Linked DNA regions of Mus musculus: region 1 is linked to region 2. A link is a contact called in public Hi-C data. All regions are on one chromosome and are shown on one strand. The core of a region is the stretch at or near the end of the contact, and the rest is flanking DNA. Distances in the headings are between cores, read along the strand shown. Region 1 has its middle 90 kb from the start of Gm20758. Region 2 overlaps Gm30624 (a long non-coding RNA gene).

Region 1 (4,580 bases), core at 1,061-3,560, 64 kb before region 2:
CCCCACTAGCAACTGAACCTATTCCCTCCCTGCTGGCAATAGGTCATATCTCCCAGTGACAGTGCTCCATTTCCTTCCAAACATCTGGAATTTTCTTCATCTCTTCTCCCCTGACATTCCCCATGCCCGGTCTTTCCTAGTGAAAAGCAATATTCTGAATATTTGAAATTGCTCGTGTCTTTCTCTTATGACATTCAATCACCTTTCTCACCAAAAACCATGGTTGCTCCAGAGATCTCATAGTGAGTAGCTTCATTTAACCAGTCTACTATAAGCTCCCAAACATGTCCACACTATTTAGGATGCTGAAGGCTGTAACCATGGCCCGTTGTCCTGACGACGGATGCTCATGTTCAGGACCAGTCCACCTCTTCCCATGAAGATCAATAGGCAGGTGTATCCCTGCTTCCTGTAGTTTTGTACTTCTTAGGTTCTGCCACGGAAGCAACATTTCCATCATGTTATGGCTTTCTGAAATAGCTAGCGTAGTTTTGATGGATAGAAAAGTCAAAACAGTAATCCCAAGGTTGCAAGCATCTGTGGGAAAATATGGAGTAAGAATCTATGGCGAAGGCTCTTGGCCAGAAAGCAAAATGTCTAAGGATAATCTTAGAGTCTTTCATGACCATGATGGTTCCCTGGATTGTCCCCCACTATGTTCCCTGTGTGAACAACTTTTCCTCTCATTAGTGTTCCTGTCTTTTCATCCAAGCCAATGGTTCTCAACCTGTGGGTCATGACCTCTTTGGGTGTCCAACAACCCACAGGGCACACATATCAGATACCCTGCATAAAAGATGTTTACATTACTATTCATAACAATAGCAAAACTACAGTTACAAAATAGCAACGAAAATGAGGAACTGAATTGAAGGGTCATGGCACAAGGAAGGTTGGGAACCACTGGCCCAATGGTTCCCAGATATGAAAAAGAGCACCGCCTCTTCCAGTGTCCTGGGAACGCCATGGTCAGCGTCACCCAAAGGTCACTTTCCCACTTCTGCATTCCATTCCCACAGAGACAGCAAGAAAATAGAAACAAGCCAGGGAATGACTAGAGACCCCTCACATAAGTCTTCTCATGTCTTATTTACCAGATAGAGATATAATCCAAGATGGAGAAAGAAAGAAAGAATAGGCTTGGTGTCTGAACCCAAGCCTGGTTCTGCCATTTATCAGGTCTGTGGCTTTTATCAGGTCACTGGAATGAATTCACCACACACCTCTACCTAACTCCAACTCTACCCCCGATGCAGGAGAGCATGCCACCTTCCTGGGAAAGCAAAGGCATCCGATGTATTTTGGAAACTATGTTATGTTCTGGGAATGGGAATAGGATGCGACCCATTCCTCCAGCACTAAGGACGAGGGGGCACTCGTGGGGTTCATTCAGGCTTCTAATACTCTTATACCAAAACTGACCATCACAGCCTAACCTTCCTCTAAAAGTCTTCAGTATGAGAAGGGTGGAAAGATTAAATCAAAGAAATATCTTTCTTCTCCTTAACATCTGTTTTTGAAATAAATGGTTTAAATCTCCTATCCACTAGCAAGGATGCTGTAGGAAGATATGACCCATTTCAACACATCAAAACACGGCCCTTGGGAGCCATGGCACCCCATGGCATCTCTGACTCTAGGGTGACAGCTCTCTCCTTTTCTATTTGTGTTTCCACGGAAAGTTATCGGAAGCTATGGGGCAATTATCAGACTAAGATTAGCCTCTTGCTAACAGGCATTTTGTTTTATTTTCTGATCATGTCCCTAGGGCCTGGTGTGCTTGGAAGTACCCTATAAATGTTTACTATGTGGACAGTCCATCTTCCTAGTTTCAAGGACAGGCTCTTGGTTAGCTGATAGTCGGTGTTCTGATTACTATAAACTACAACTACCAACACTGAAAAGAACGATTTGGAAAGTGAAACTGTAAATGCAATCTGGCTTGGAATTCCTCTGCCAAGAGAGCTCTAGACACCTTCCCAGCCTCACTACAGCAGACCGGGTGTTGCACACAAACACTTGCCCTCAAACTCTTCACATAAGAAGTCTCATTCTGCCAGGCAGTGGTGGTGCATGCCTTTAATCCCAGCACTTGGGAGGCAGAGGCAGATGAATTTCTGAGTTCGAGGCCAGCCTGGTCTACAGAGTGAGTTCGAGGACAGCCAAGGCTATACAGAGAAACCCTGTCTCAAAACAACAACAAAAAAGAAGTCTCATTCCAGTCTTGGTTGCCATTCCACAACGCCTGCGTCTCACATCTGTTTCCCTTCGCAACCAGATCATTTAAACATTCCCTGCCAGAAGACACCCTGGGGAAGGCAGAGGAGAGACTCAGACCTCCATCTGTTGACAATACTCTTGTGTGGAGCCGGGTTGAAGGTTAATGGCATCCTCCAGTGTCTGGGTAACAAGACTAGGCAGCTCTCCCAGAATTCTTTAGAGCCGTTGTTGTCCCGTGAAGATGTGACAGGTTAGCCGGTATCAGCAGGGGAGCCAAGAAGGAAGTTCCTGCCAGAAAACTATAACCCAGGAAAAACAATTTTCACTCAAATCAAACATGGAAGCTATACCCCCACCCCCGCCCCCGCCCCTAAGGCTATCGAAGGGACTCTAATGCAGTGACCTTCCAATATGACCCACAGATTGCTCTTCTTAAGGTTGCTTGGTAGCAATCACCAACTCCACAATATAGCTCTCTATTTCTTTCTTTTGCCAGTTCCAGAAAAAGAAAGGCTGAGAGGCAATGATGAAAGAAGATCCCAGGGGTGAATTTGCTAGTCTTGCGAAGCTAGTACTGCCTCTGGCACAGACAAATCTGGGTCTGAGCTTCCCCGACAGACTCCTCCTGGTGGTTACTACCTCACTGAGAAGCCACCCAGCCAAAGGGTTGCACCCCCAAAATGAACTGCACACCCCCTCCACATCACAACCACCTCTCCAATCTCCAGTGACCCACTGAGCAACCTTTCAAAGTCTGTGCCCTTTACCACCTGGTGCCCTGGGGACATTTTTAAAAGGGGGAGCAGCTCAGCATGTCTTTCTGTTACAACCAAAGAACAAATTGTCTGGTCCCAGCGTGAAGTGGAGTAGCTTCCACTAGACTTGTAGAAAGGGTTAGAGTGGGGTAGGAGGGGGGGTACTGCGGAAGGATGGGGTTCAACCTCTTCCCAGCGTGCTACAGTGTGACATCGTGATTTTGTTTAAAGTGGAGTTTCTGGCTTCGGCTGCACTCAAATTCAAATACAGGCTTCATGTGCAAATGAAAAACTAAATAATCGATAGCTTGTCAGCCTGGAGTGGGCAGACCTCTGAATTCCATTGCCAGGGACACTTGTTAAAGATGGGTGGCACACAGTTCTGAAATGGGAGGTCTTACTTTCCAGGGAAAAGAGTCATGTGTGCTTGTTTGTGTGCGTGCGAGCGTGTGCGTGTGCGTGCGTGCGTGTGTGTGTGTGTGTGTGTGTGTGTGTGTGTGTGGTGTTTCGTTGTTGTTTTGTTTTTGTTTTTATTTCTGTGACAGGTAGCTCAGGATGCTCTCAAATTCTTGTTCCTCCTTTGTTGCAGGTCCTTTCTCCCCGCGGCGACAGGAACGACAAGGACACTAAGTCGGGTTCACTCAACAGCTTCTTCAGGCTTTTTCCCTTACAGCTCTCTTCCCCACTCACAACAGCTTCTCTTACAACAGCTTCTCTTTCTACTACTAGCTTCTACTTAGGGCAAGGGCTAAACTCCTATTACAACAACTTCTCTTACTACCACTTCTAATCACGGCAAGGGCTAAAACTATATTCGGGCCAACTTACCTCCTTCTAGCTCCACCCCACCTCATCCAATCAGAATTCATATACGCTCCAGGCACGAGCTCGAGCTCAGGTCGTTCACAGAAAAGCTGACAGATCCCGATCAAGAGGAACAGTCCAGCCTGGCAGGCAGTCCACGCATGCAGCCTCACTGCGCATGCTCCCGCAAGGCAGTCAACAAGTGGGTTTCACAGGGCCTGCGGGGCGCAACCACTTCCCGCACTCCTGCCTGCGCTTTCCAGGATTGGACATACAGCCACGCACCACCGCACCTGGCTCCGTTGAACTTTCTATGTTTGAAGCTCCTGAACCCCAAAGTCAAGCTCAGTTAGTGTGTGTTTCCTCACTGAAACTGCAGGTGGTTTTTTTTTTTTGCTGCAATGCTTCCTGCTAGAACTGAGCACAGCAGAGAACACGTAGCCTGTGCCTTCCGGAGACAATGCCCACACATAGGGAACACGGGCAATGTGACGTCTATGACTGCACAACTCGACAGTCATCAGTTTAACCGTAAAGCAAGCACAGGTAGCAACTGTGTGGACAGCACAGGGTTGGCTATTCCCCTAAGTTGTGTTTTGATGATGTTCCTATCCTAGCTGATGAATCACAGAGGCCCACTCTATTTATTCTGTCTACAGTAAAATTAGTTTCATAAATCATTTGGTACAAATACATTTAATGTTACCTAACAGTCAATAAGTGTGAGATTATTTAAACATCAAATCTTCGCATGAACAAGATAAAATTCCCAAAACTGCAACCTGAAGATGTTACTCCCAT
Region 2 (5,013 bases), core at 702-3,201:
CCATCTCTTTCTCATACACACAAATGCATAACCCATTGTCCATGTGACAGGCAATTATAAGACAGCCTTTCTTATACCTCATTATGAATTCATTTGTCAAATTAGTTCCATTCTCTGAATTATAAACTTATCAGTCTAAGAAGTATAAAGTTATCAGTTTAGGAAAGGGGACCATGAGGAAAGGCAGGCCTAGGGAAACACTAGCCTTCTAAGAAGATGTCAGGATGCTAAGGCAGCCATGGAAGGGGGCTGCTGGGAAGATGGGAGGCATGAGGAAAGAGGACCACAAAGAGGCAGGAGTGAGTACACCTTGGATACTTCATCCTTTCTGCTCTCCCTCGACCTCAGTAACTCACAGGCAGTGAGAGCAGGGCAAAGACTGTGCTGAGAAACACTAAGAATCATGTGGTTGAAGGGCACTCTGGCAGCGATACCACAGCTGAGCTTCCAGAATCCCAGAGGCTGACTTCAGACTGCCTCCGTGCTACAATGCACCCCACTGAACTTTCCAGGCCCAGATGGCAGTTATTTTTAGACCTGTTCCCCTTTCCACGATTGACAGCAACTGTGAAGTGTAGAGGGAGAACTTGGCCTAAAAGCCAAACACAAGTTCCCATTTTTAGTAGATATGACTGCTGGAGACAAGCGACAGTGCTCTTGGTCCTTACCTCTCTATGAAGAACACAATCTGTTGACCTTCGCCAGGGAAGTGGCTTTTGCTATCGTGGTAGGGCCTCTGGTTAGTAAAGGCTAGCTTTCTATAGCTTTGATGCTGTTCCCATAGGGTGAATCCTACCTGAAGGGCTCTCTGTGCCCCACCCGAGCCTGCCCTGGGGCTTGCTCTACCATAGGCAGGACTCTAAGTCTGGGACTGTGTAGTTCACCCCAGGCCTTGCCCACTCTTCATAATGGTCAGCTTTCCTAGAATGAAGCTCTGGCTTTAAAGTGTATCGTCCATTAGAACAGACCTGGGATGTGCAGCTAGGAAGGAGAAGGCTTTCCTCAGGGAATATAGCTGTACCCTTCTAAAGCACAGGCAGCCATCACTTGAGCAGGTGAAACATTATGCATTGCCTATGTTCATTCTCATTCAATCAACCGTTCTGACTGCAGCTTGATTCCTGAGAGGACATGAAATGTTATTTACGCCTTCTTGATGTTCCTCATGCTGAGGCGCAGGGCTCCCACCTAGCTCCGATGTGGGAGCTCCCATCTGATTGTCAGCCCAGCCCACATTGGCTCGAGCTGAGACACCAGTTGTCTCCGTCTCAACTTCTCAACTTATTTGACAAGGTCAGAAACCTCAGGTGATGAGGACTAGCAAAGACAGAACCCAAGCTTCCTGAGGTTGTTTGTGTGTGTGTGTGTGTGTGTGTGTGTGTGTGTGTGTGTGTGTGTGTGTGTGTGTACATGCGCGAGAGCACGTGTGTTTGCATGCATGTGCATGTGTGCATACATCTGTCTGTCTCTTAACCTTTCATTCCAGCCTTACAGCTTCCCTAAAGCCCCATGCTCCACCATCCCAGGTCAGAAGCCCTTCAGTCACTGAGAACGGTAGCATGAAATCCTGACTCATTCAAGCTGATTTTGCTTTTGACCCTGAAAAAATTATAGAATTCAATCCAGCTTGGCTAGCATCGGAAGACAAGATCTCCATTTGAAATACAGCTCTTAGAGGTTAAACACGGACAGTACATGGCAAACAGAGCCTGGACCGGGAGCCAGCCCTGCCCATTGTTAGCAAATGCCCTTTCCATAGCATCCCAAAGAGGCAAGATGGAGAGCGTGTATCAGATACTGGCATTGGAATCAACAGGCTAGAAACTGAAGGCTCGCTTGTGTTTTATTATCAACAATGGAAAAACTGAATCAGACTAGTTAGCAGTGGGCAGGGAGCCAGCGCAGACTTGATTAGATCTTCATTCTTGTGGTTTTCCATTCAGGGAGAAGCTTGATTGTGGAAGAGAAGCAGAGTTGCCAAGGTAGTCAGCACCTGTGTGTGCCTGTCTCTAGCATCTCTTCAAGTGAACAAGCGGGGACTAGATTCTAGTCACTAGAGGAGAGCAGGAAATAAAGAGTCAGCCAGGCTTGTACCCAGGCCAAGTTAAACAGGGCATACATATTCTTCATCGACCATCTGAAGACAGACCTCACTCCTACTCCCAGCAGATGCTCTGGTAGAAGGTGTCCTATTTGGGGGCATAGCTAAGAAACGGGTTGTCATTTCTGTCTGTATTTTCCTGAAGTAAGCTTCCTACCCTTGGGCCTGGAAGGAATGAAAGGGCTCTCCCAAAAGGAAGTTCCCTTCGGAAGGATCATCCAAAGATAAGTCAGGAAGGTGCCTTCAACAATATCCTGAGTTGGGATGCCCAGCATCCATATAAAACCTGGGCATGGCATCTGTCACTCAGCACTGAGGTTGGAGGGTGCAGATATAAGCTAATCCTTGGAGTTCATTGGCCTCCCAGCCTAGCCAAAACAATGAGCTCCAGGATCGGAGAGACCTTGTGTCAATAATAATAATAATAATAATAATAATAATAATAATAATAATATGGAGAGTAATCAAATACACACAACATTGACCTCTGGTCTCCTCATACTCACTCATAGATGCATGCACGCACCCATGTGAATGTGTTTGTATAGCACACACACACACACACAAAGAGAGAGAAAGAGAGAGAGAGAAGATAGAAATAGACCTTTTTTGATCCATTCGTTCTTTCCTTGCAGAGCACCTCAGGACGCCTCAATCGCCTTGGCACACCATCATTATGGTGCCTAACCATCTCCTTTCTCAGTGCATCTCCACCTCCCCAAACCTGTGTGGCTAAGGAGTAAGTAAGACTCAGCCCTGCTGGGCTACTATGTTTCTTCTTCCTCTCTTTGAAACCAAACTTGAAAACCAAAAGCCTAGATACTGGACCCTATCAGTTTCCCTGGTTTCAGCACCAAATTGCCTCTTAATATTCAGGATTGGAGACCCCAGAAAGAGCATTCACTCATGTCCATGTTACACATCAATTGAGATTGAATGTAGAGTTGTTCACAAAATGCTAAGGCCAGGGAATTATTAAAAAGCTTTAGTGTACCTGGCTTGGTGATGCATCCTTCCTATTCCCAGAACTTGGAGTATGGGGCAGGGGGATCTCTATGAGTTGGAAGTCAACCTGGTCTACATATCTAGTTCCGGGTCAGTCAGGACTAAATACTAAGAACATGTCTCGAGAATGAAAGAAAAGAAAAGAAAAGAAAAGAAAAGAAAAGAAAAGAAAAGAAAAGAAAAGAAGTGAGCTTCAATCTGTAACATCAGTGTATTTTGGTTTTGTTAAGACACCATGACCAAGGCAATGTATAAAAGAAAGCATTTAATTTGGGGCTCACTGTTCCAGAGGGTAGTAGGGTTCATAACTCTCATGGCAGCAGTAAGCAGGCAGGCAGGCAGGCATGGCACTAGGGTAGTAGCTGAGAGCTTATATCTAATCCACGAGCAGGGGACAGAAAAAGAGAGATAGCTGGGAATGACATGGGCTTTTGAAACACCAAAGCCCACCCCAGTGACACAAGTTCTCCCATGGTCTCACCTCCTTATCCTTCCAACCCAGTTCTACCAACTGAGGAGCAAGTACTCAAACCTACGGGAGCATTCTCACTCAAACTAGCTCAGCCTCCTAACCCAAACAGCAGAGTTAAACAGATCTGTGCAAACAGGAAGCAGTAGAAACTAGAAAGCGCCAACCTCACCCTCACTCAAAGGCTAGCTCCCGAGCGCCTGATGGACTTGAGTGGCCCTGAGCTACACATGCGCACTTCCGAACAGCCAGAAGTACTACAGCAATGACTGTCTCAGACAGCAGCGGGAAAGGAGTAGCCTCCCCCAAAACACTCAGCAAAATGAAGCAAATGTTGCCTTTACTACACTTGCTGCACCTGAATGTCTGTGACCTTTGGTAGAAAATAAAGTTCTTGCAGCCAAAGACTCTCTACTATGCAAGGCCGTGTGGCTACGGTGTATGTAGCCTTTGCGAGCTGCTCAGTGAACATATGCCAACGGATAAAATTAGTCAATTGTATAAAATTAAGTGCTGTTGACAATACTGTCAGAACACCCCAATTCCCACACCTTGGTGTCTGAGTAGTGACTAATATACATCCAAGCCAGGAGTCAGCAGAATCACTGTGAGTTTGAGGCTAGCCAAAGCTTCATAGTGAGACCCTGTCTTGGCAGAGATGGAGAAGGAGGAGGAGGAGGAGGAGGAGGAGGAGGAGGAGGAGGAGGAGGAGGAGGAGGAGGAGGAGGAAGAGAAGGAGGAGGGGGGGGAAGAGAGGGAGGAGGGAGAAGAGAAGGAGAAGGGATAGAAGGAAAATGAGGAGGAGGAAGAGGGACAAGATTCATATACACAATATAAAGTGCAACTGAAAGGTCTGCCTCATCTTGCGGGTATTTGGGAAATAGCTTTTCTTCATCCATGGTAAAGCAAAGATGAGATTGCTCTGCTTACCAACAAGGAGGCATTGAAAAGGCAAGAAACCCATCGCCACAGGAAAAAGTAACAAGAATACAGTGTATCTCTCCTCAAAAGTCCCCAAAGAGGTCGGTTGGACTCTCGGAAGACTTCTGTGCCCCATCCCCTCCCCTGCTGTATGAACAAACTGCAGATCTCATCTATCATCTGGGAAGAAACATCTGTGATGAGCCCAGCCTTCCTTTCACAGGCCTGAGCCTTCCAGGTTTGCAGAATGGAGATGCTGCTATGGCAAATAAGCCCACAAGGACCTAACACTAAAATCCATGAACTTGTGCATGTCTCCAGCCACTAAGAGCATCACATGAGAAGGGCAGACACACAGGGACAATAAGAACATCATCCATCCAGGAAAATTTGTATTTAAAGTCTAATATATTTTAATTACACGAGCCTGTTTAATCTTACATTAGCTCCCTTTTGGACTCACAGTCTATCAGTAATGGTTATTGTTGCTGTAAAAATCAACTAATTATTGTCTTAC

What was found. A called contact is a pair of places that touch in the nucleus more often than the background predicts.
Region 1: a contact with region 2 is called in a Hi-C map of uterus, with 2.7 times the contacts expected there. The contact joins two enhancer-like sites. A contact is called at or near these places in 1 of 15 datasets of contacts at CTCF or cohesin (the NIH/3T3 cell line), 2 of 484 Hi-C or Micro-C datasets (liver and uterus) and 2 of 115 datasets of contacts at active chromatin or transcription factors (a colorectal cancer cell line and pancreatic cancer cells).

Annotation. Positions count from the first base shown.
Region 1 is chr10:111,782,016-111,786,595 of GRCm38.p6, reverse strand. No RefSeq gene overlaps it. Among named protein-coding and RNA genes, the nearest start is that of Gm20758, 90 kb to the left of the region's middle. Within about 2 kb of position 2,310, at least 14 of the 459 cell types and tissues checked have an H3K27ac peak or open chromatin away from gene starts, as enhancers often do. A contact at or near this core is called in uterus, where this site is marked.
Region 2 is chr10:111,716,754-111,721,766 of GRCm38.p6, reverse strand. All of the region lies in intron 2 of Gm30624 (a long non-coding RNA gene), which reads right to left. Among named protein-coding and RNA genes, the nearest start is that of Gm30624, 34 kb to the right of the region's middle. Within about 2 kb of position 1,951, at least 14 of the 459 cell types and tissues checked have an H3K27ac peak or open chromatin away from gene starts, as enhancers often do. A contact at or near this core is called in uterus, where this site is marked.